2 separate regions of the Bicyclus anynana genome follow, and region 2 is linked to region 1. A link is a contact called in public Hi-C data. All regions are on one chromosome and are shown on one strand. The core of a region is the stretch at or near the end of the contact, and the rest is flanking DNA. Distances in the headings are between cores, read along the strand shown. Region 1 overlaps LOC112049067 (cytohesin-1). Region 2 holds the start of LOC112049067 (cytohesin-1).

Region 1 (4,148 bases), core at 1,231-3,730:
TTCTTGATTAAGCTGATAAAATTGTCGTCCACTACTGGTAACAATGTCTCGGATTTTCATGTCGGTAGATACAATTGGATATTTATAATTAAAACATAATTACTTTCGGCGGTAAAAACGTAATAACTTTTGATAATCTTGAGTTTTCGTAATTTGTTTGATTGTTATCAAAAAAGTCTTCTCAGTAAGCGAAAGACGTTTCTGTTTTATTGTCAGGGTTATTTACGAATAAAAAAGTATTCTTCATTACAATATTGTATTATATTTTTAAATCTGCAAGTTGATTGTGTTGAAAGTATGTAGGTCCAAAATCTGACCCATGCTATACTTCTTATCAAAAAAAATAAAGATTAGACTTTACCTTAAATGATCAGTCGATAGGCTGAACATAGGCCTCTTGTATGAACCTCCAAGCACAACGGTCTCGAGCCGCCATTATTATTAGGTTAATAGAGTAAAGTTAGTAAACAGACGGGCTAGCAGTTCTGCGCTATTTGTTGATTTGTCTTCACGAGATAATGTCGTGGGTCTCATGTTAGGCATACTGGAGCTGTAATGACAGTAGTCTTTGTAAATACTTGAACCCGCTCTAATGTGGCTTGGAATAATAAACAGTTCTAGTGAAAAATATTTTTATCCATACCCTTGTCGGCAATGTTATTAGACAGGTTATACAGGTAGCAGGTACGGTAGTTAGGTGCTTGTAACGTGTCCGTCATTGTATTTTCACACGTAAGAAGGAGAAGGCTTTGAATATTTATCACTATTGTGTAATTATGCACTCAAAATACAATATTATTTCGTTTATTTTCTGTTATGCGCTAATGTTATGAAGTTACGAATCTGGATAGAGTTTATACCCTCTGTTATCGAACATTTAATGAATCTACACTAATATTATACAGCTGAAGAGTTTGTTTGTTTGGTTGAAAGCGCTAATCTCAGGAACTACTTTCTCTCAGTGTTAGATAGCCCATTTATCGAGGAAGGCTATATTTTATCCCCGTATTCCTGCGAGAATATTATTTTCTTCTTTTTTTATTTTACTTTAAAAGCTCTGTTACTTTAAAGTATCCAATTCTACATTGAATTATAATGACTTGAATGTAAATTGCCGAAATTATACGGTTTCGTATCGGATAAGGAACTCTTACAACTCGCATCATGTTTGAACATTGCTCCAGCTTAATTTTTTTTTAACGCGACATCTGTCTATTTATCAATTTATTTTATCTTAATGTTCATTAAATCTAAAGATTTTATGCCAATTGTTATTTGAATACTATGCAGAGTTTTATTGAATCACTTTTTTATCCTCCCACATTTACTATTTACATTTACTATAATGATATTAAAGATATTTTTTATAATGATATACTAATATTTGTGTATTGCATAATTTTAACAATCGCTTGATGTTAATTTCGCTGTTTTTGTTTCCAACTCCGTATTGTTGCCAAATTGATGCAATTTCCGTAGATTAGATTGCAACAGAAAGTTCATTATCGTATATTCAACTTGCTTCATTGTCTCGTATTTCAGATGCATTGTCCGTTATTTCAGAGGCTTGAGATTTTAAAACTTGAAATTTTTGCTTATCTCCTTTCACTGTGCAAACTTGCATAACGATTGTGCTTGTTCTTGGCCTCAATGTTAGACACTTTTAATACATTTGCATCAAAGAATATGAATGATCAACAAAGAATGGAAGATAATAATATGCTGTATTGATATCACTTTCGCCTAACTATTGAGTAATCCGTTCTGTTAAATATAAACTATTAAGGTATACTCTAATTTCTTAGCTATATTTCTTTTGATATGAAAAGTTTTATTTCTATTACTTTTGTTCTGGACCATGCATATCGATAAACATTTGGGAAGTCTTGAATTTGTTGGTAAATATCATAGTTCATCTAGAAATGGTCGGCCAAAATAAGATTTGGCAGTTGGGCAGAATACCGTTGGACCATTTGCAAATATCAGTAGGACAAACTAAAGACTGTAAGATCAGAATTAAAATTTTAGTTTCGAATCTAAGAAGAATTGCTGTATCGAATCCTGCACATGAAAGGAGGAACACGACCCTAATGATAATTTTGACGAGATTAATTATTATGATCCGCTTACAAATACCCGAAAACGGAGGCTTTAAACTAACACCACATCGACCACGTAATGTTTTTATATTTACAAATTTTATTTGAGAAGAAAGCAGCTTGTACTACTCGCTGTGTTTAGGTCGATCACTATATTTACTGATATTTGATACGTTCATAAATTGACACAGTTTTTGTAAACAATAATATCGATGAATCTAAGTTTGTATGTACTGTACTGACAATAACAGTGTGATTACGTAAACTATCTTTTTATCTTTGCAAGTAGTCAACGTTTGCATAGCTTATATTCTTATCAATAACAAGTGAACTACGCTCGTTTTTACTGTAAGACTAGCCTTTGTCAAGTTTTTGTTACATTTTTTGTCCGTCGAAGATGCAGACCACTTGTCGCAGGTAGACGATCACCGTAGAAAAAGTTTTGGGCGTGTTAAAAGTACACCAATTTAAATTGGTAATCTTCTTCAGTGTTTCGTTTTTACTTAACTGAGTACTTTAACTGAACTACTACAACTTCGTTTTACTTAAGAAAGTGTTAAGTATCTTGCGGCACGGCAGCCCTTTAAAATTTCGTCACGGCTAATTTAATGTCACCTAATATTAAGCCACGTGACACATGTTGAATCAACTGTTAAATCAAATCACCGACTGACTTGATTCGCACGCCACCAAATTTGTGATTGTTATTAGTGGAATTTATAGTTGCTAAAATTGAATAGGGAACAAGTTTCAGAATATTTAGAATAATTGTGATTGTCAACGATGCGTATTAATATTATTAATTTGTTACTCATAAAGTTCAATTATGTACCTGAGTTTAAATGAAGGGCTATACGGAACGTATGTGATGACAAAACGTCTACGTCACTCAGTGACAGCTAATTTGAAATACAACGACTTTCTCCAACCGAAAAACCGTCACCAAGAAATAATCCGTTTTTACGAAAACCTACAGTAATTATTATCACATTGACTGTTTTTAATTTAGCTCAATATGCATTTGGAGCTGTTTGAACTACGTCTTCTACCACTTTGTTTGGTTTAGTCGTTTTAGCATAGGATGAAGATAATGATATAACGCAACACGTTCGTCCGTAATTGATACGTGAAAATAATAATGAGATTTTTATTACGATCGTAAAGGAAAAAGTGGCATTATTTCCAGGACGCCGTATTAATGTTATGCAGACGTATACATCCGTCTTGGTGCTCACAGACCGCGTTATGTTTGTACACGTGAATACCGCTTGTTATAATATCGAATAGAGGCGGTGCATCAATTAACGACTTAATATCTTCTAGTCAGGAGTTTCGTCTGTTTTCCAAATTGATACAAATATTACCGTAGAGATCTTGGTATAAATATTACCATTGAGATCTTAGTATAAATATTACCATTGAGATCTTGGTATAAATATTACCATTGAGAATATTAAGCTTACATTCAAATGACCCAGGTATTGAAAAAAGTGGTGAACTTTATATTAGATTTGCCAAGTAAATCTGTTTCTTTCAACCACGATGTATGTAAGAATAGATCGTTATCTTTACATCAAAACACCTTCATATTATAAACACGAGTCTCTGTAATTCGACCTAAGAAAATAACTAAAAATAGTTAGTTTAGTTGGGTTAAATATAGTTTTTTTTTCGTGTTTAGATCTACATGATTAATGTACAGCAAGCCCCGGGTATTACACGGGAAAGGTTAATAAAATATCTTACATGAAGTTATTTTGTGTAGAGGGTCGATATCATTAACCTTATTAATGTTTCTGAAATTACTTTAGATAAAGAATATTGGAAACCTGAATGAACGAATGAAAAACAGATTTTATAAAATTTTGGACCATAATTAAATTTCATGTTGCATGAAACACTTACAGGCTTTAGACAAAATAATAAAGCTATACTAGAAGTAAAAAGAGAAGTTCAGTTCAGTTGCAAATTATGGTTTCCAGTCAGCTATTATCGATTTTGAAATCACAAGACAACCCCACACACATCCGGCGTTATACTATTACAAAA
Region 2 (4,148 bases), core at 1,079-3,578, 43 kb before region 1:
ATTATAGTTAACTCATCTACACAGTAGTTCATTTACCTTGTATCTCCTTGCTTCGTACGATGTTGATGCTACGAAAAATCCGTGGACTATTTTGTAAGGACTCGATCCTTTCGCAGCCTTAAAATTACTCAAATGTAGGCATCCAGCGTCGTTCATTATTTCAATTGTGAGTTCAGACGCCGGCCACGCAAACTTCGCCTTATAAATCCCGATCTTAAATGCAAAACATTATTTTTACAACACAAAGTGATTTGAACTACAAATAACAAAAGCGTCCTATTCATTATTATTAACACATAAACAACACTAAATGAGCAAACCACTAGTAATACGCTTTCTCATGTTGAATTGTTGAGTTATATTATCACATACAAATCAAAACGCAGCAAATTAATTTAGTACAAAGACGAGACGGGCATTCTCACCTCGTCCCTCACTCAAAACGTTGCGACTCAGCTGCTACCACTACGACGCGACTATACGCTGTGATCGCCGATTAATAATGACAGATTTGACATATTTGAGACATTGACATTTGATTTGACAGATTTCAGATTAAGGATTTATTCAGAAATACATCATCTGTGAAAATTTCAACTGTCAAACTGTCTAAATAACTATCACGGACGGACGAATAAATAGAAGAGTATTAAAATCAAAAGGGCACCCCCTTAGATACATAGATAATGGCACCCCCCATTTGGGCACGGAAACACATGACATTTGGTGATTTTAAACCTAGAATTCCTCTGAGTTTTAATTTCTAGGGTTAGCCGGTAGAAGCTAATTGCAGATGGCGCCATTAGCGCTGGTACCTTTACTTTGGTCTAATGCGTTTTATAGTGGGAAATTTAAAAGAAATAGCTTTATAGACAATTTTTAAATGTTTCGAGCTTGAGACCAATAATAAAACTAAATAGTCAAAGTTTAGTAGAAGCATAGAATACATAAGGTAGAAGTAAGAAGTAAAAGTTGTTCTAAGGAACTTTAACAAATCATAGACCGTTGATGGCATAGATATGCTAAGAACAATTACAAAAGGACCTGACTCACTAGATTAGATATCTTCTGTCAAAGATCAAGAATGATCTGTGATCTAACGCGTTTATAAAAACAGTTTCTGTACAGACTCGACGACCAAACATTTTTTCCCCGTTTTCGCTACATTTTTGATCGGTGCTTGGCTCCTATTGGTCGTGATGTTATATAGCTTTTAGCCTGCCTCTATAAATGGGATTTTCAATACAAAAATATTTTTTTCAATTCTAACCATTAGTTTGCCAGTAGGTAAGACAGAAGTACGAAATCTTCGAGCCGAGCAAAATAATAGGTCTTACGATGACGTCACGTACAATATCGCGACTGTTAGCGGGATACAATATTTATTTGAAGTTTGAATGCATGTAAAATCATTGCATCAACTATTTGGCATTTTTAAATGTAACAAAAATTAGTGTGTCTGTATGTACAAAAGCTCTAATGTAACAAAGTTTCAAGTGAATTTTTGTGTCTCATATTCGGAAAGTAGGTCTTGTTTTGATCTGATTATTGGGTGGAAAATGCTGCTTCCCTCCGTATTGAGAGAAAAACTCTTACAAAAGTACTTCCCATCTAATGGCCGGAATAAATTTTAAAATAGAACTACTGTTTGCTGTAAAGAGTTTTATGTAAAAATAAACTAATTAATACTGTTGCATACCTAGTAACATTCTCCATTTTGTTACAGAATTTGAGGCGATTTATATCCATATCTAATTCCTCTATGTATGCTTGATAGAGAAGACCGCCATAGACAATGGATTACGGAACAAACTTGACTTTTGGTATTGGGTTTGAGAGTTGAGTTGAGTCAGGGTTCCCAACTTAGGGGTTTTACCCCCAGATTTAGGGGGCAAATAAGTGAAATGGGATTTTTTTAGGGGTCTGAAATTTTTAGGGGTATTTTCAGGGATTTTTTGACTCTTTAATATTCTTAAATTGATGATAATTTTAATATTTCTTTCTTGACCTAGCGACTTATAACGATATATAATACGTTATTCTACAACCACTCTGAGGCAACTGGCGGCAATTTTCATCGAATAAAAAAAAATGTTAAATTTATTCACTGTCAACATGTACCTATGATTTCAAAAAATCTGAATTTTCAGATAAAGACGTAATATTTGGTCTGTATTAAATATAGACTTTTGAAACATTACAGCATATTATTTCTAAATTATTATGAATTTATATTTTTAGGGGGACGACTCAATAATTAAGGCGATTTTAGGGGTTTTTGAAACAAACTTTAGGGATAAATATTTTCGAGAGTTGGTAACACTGAGTTGAGTTGAGTTTAGTAAATAAATATGGCCGATAGTCAATTTTAACGATGTAAACTTTTGTTTATGTAGTTTTTATTAATTATAAGAAATGATAAGTGAATTTGAAAATTTGTCTCTTGGAGGAAATAATGCAGCGAGTAATCATGGAGATCCATTCACACATACGGGTAAATTAAGTAATTCTTGTTTATAATAAGGCATTGTTGACCTCAATGAATCTGTTGCCAAAGGAGTGTGTTTGGCCGTATTATCACGGTGCTGTTGTTTTCAGAGCTGACACCGGAGCAGCAAAAGACTCTTATTGATATACGACGCAGGAAAACAGAGCTACTGCTAGAAATACAGGTTAGTATAACGTAAACACGTAAGTTTGAGATTTTCGAGTGAAGCCAAGAACAAGTTTGAAGTTTCAAGCAGCAAATCAGAGGTGTGTCACTCAAAAGATATGCTAACGTTAGCAATAGCCATCCGTTCGATTCGATGAGTAATGAATTAGCTAAGTTTGTTATTAATTATTCATTTTATTAGCTGTATACGATACTAAGACACTGTTAGGTGCGTAAATACCTTGTAGGTGATAAGTTTGGGACAGTTTCGAGGCTGGGTTGTTATTCGACTTAGGATACCAGTACATGAAAGCATATGAACTTTTTACTTGATATTTAACCAGTGAATATAATAATCTCAACACAATTTTCTCTCCGGAGCTGCCTGCATCCAGCAATCTTTAATGATTTAATTAAATTACCGTGTCTGCATTATAATAACTCTGATTGAGTCCAACTCTGTCTGTATGAAATTATATCAGTAGAACTCACCAACTGCAAAAGCTGTGAATGTGTATTAAATGCCACAATATTATATTAAAATACATTTGATGTTTTTCTTAATAGGGGAGCCGAATAGCAGATTTTATGATTTACAAGATCTCAGCAAATTAACTTAGGGCAGGACGCCCTGCATGTTGCTGAGTACTTTGGCCAACTAAGAGCTCTAAATAGTCGTATGTTTACGCACCTAACATACATTTATACACCTAACATACAACAACATATTTCGTGTAGATAACAATAATAAGTTAAGAGAAATGGACAAAAGTCAACCAATAGCAGTACAACCAAAAATATATATCTTTCATTGCATTGGGTTGAAAGAGATGGAATGGGACTACTCTGCTGCCATTGGTTGACTTTTTATCTATTTTCACATCTTCACTATAAATATGTTTGGTTGCAAGCTAGGCATACAGATTATGATCAAAACTCAATAAACTTAAATAAGAGATTTCCGCAAAAATTATCCTGATAATCTGTTGAGACTTTGCCCACCAGCAGAACATAATGTAAAGCAACTAAATGAAAATCAGTTCAGCTGTTCAAATGCTACAACAATACAGAATTAGACAAACAGGTTCATGTCTTATATGAGAGATGTTATGGAGCGTAGACCCACCACACTGCTCCAATGTGGGTAGGTGGGGTTAGGGTGATGTGTAACTTATAACACCCCTTGTTTTTGTGTCTGGTGTTAAAAATGGATAGTTAAAGGTCAACAAGCTTGTGTACTGTGTAATGCCCTAAGTGGAGGTTGTGTTTATGTATTAGAGCTGGGCAATTGCAAAAGATGTGCATAGGTGTTTCCTCTGCCTCTAGACAGAGTCTGCACAAACCATCCTCAGTAGTGGTAACATGTGACCAACAGGATGATCCTGAGATGAGAAATACAGAGAAAATTTTAACCAATGATGAGACAACCATACCAATACTGATAGCAGTATCGGTATGAAAGAGCTCTCTTCATTATGTTGGGACAACTTCGTCT

The links. Hi-C and Micro-C count contacts between places; a contact is called where the count stands out from the background.
Region 2: a Hi-C map of whole larva shows a contact between it and region 1, with 4 times the contacts expected there. The contact joins the promoter of LOC112049067 here to the enhancer-like site in region 1. A contact is called at or near these places in 2 of 2 Hi-C or Micro-C datasets (whole body and whole larva).

Annotation. Positions count from the first base shown.
Region 1 is chr11:11,202,478-11,206,625 of ilBicAnyn1.1, reverse strand. All of the region lies in intron 2 of LOC112049067 (cytohesin-1), which reads left to right. LOC128198508 reads left to right here. Exons shown (of 2, transcript XM_052884341.1): 2 at 1-4,148. Among protein-coding and RNA genes, the nearest start is that of LOC128198508, 16 kb to the left of the region's middle. Within about 2 kb of position 2,480, at least 1 of the 8 cell types and tissues checked has open chromatin away from gene starts, as enhancers often do.
Region 2 is chr11:11,245,078-11,249,225 of ilBicAnyn1.1, reverse strand. LOC112049067 (cytohesin-1) reads left to right here and starts at 2,328. Exons shown (of 9, transcript XM_052884345.1): 1 at 2,328-2,494; 2 at 2,599-2,672. The coding sequence starts at 2,416. It overlaps LOC112049061 (ubiquitin carboxyl-terminal hydrolase nonstop), which reads right to left and starts at 496. Exons shown (of 9, transcript XM_024086814.2): 1 at 426-496; 2 at 37-213. The coding sequence starts at 156.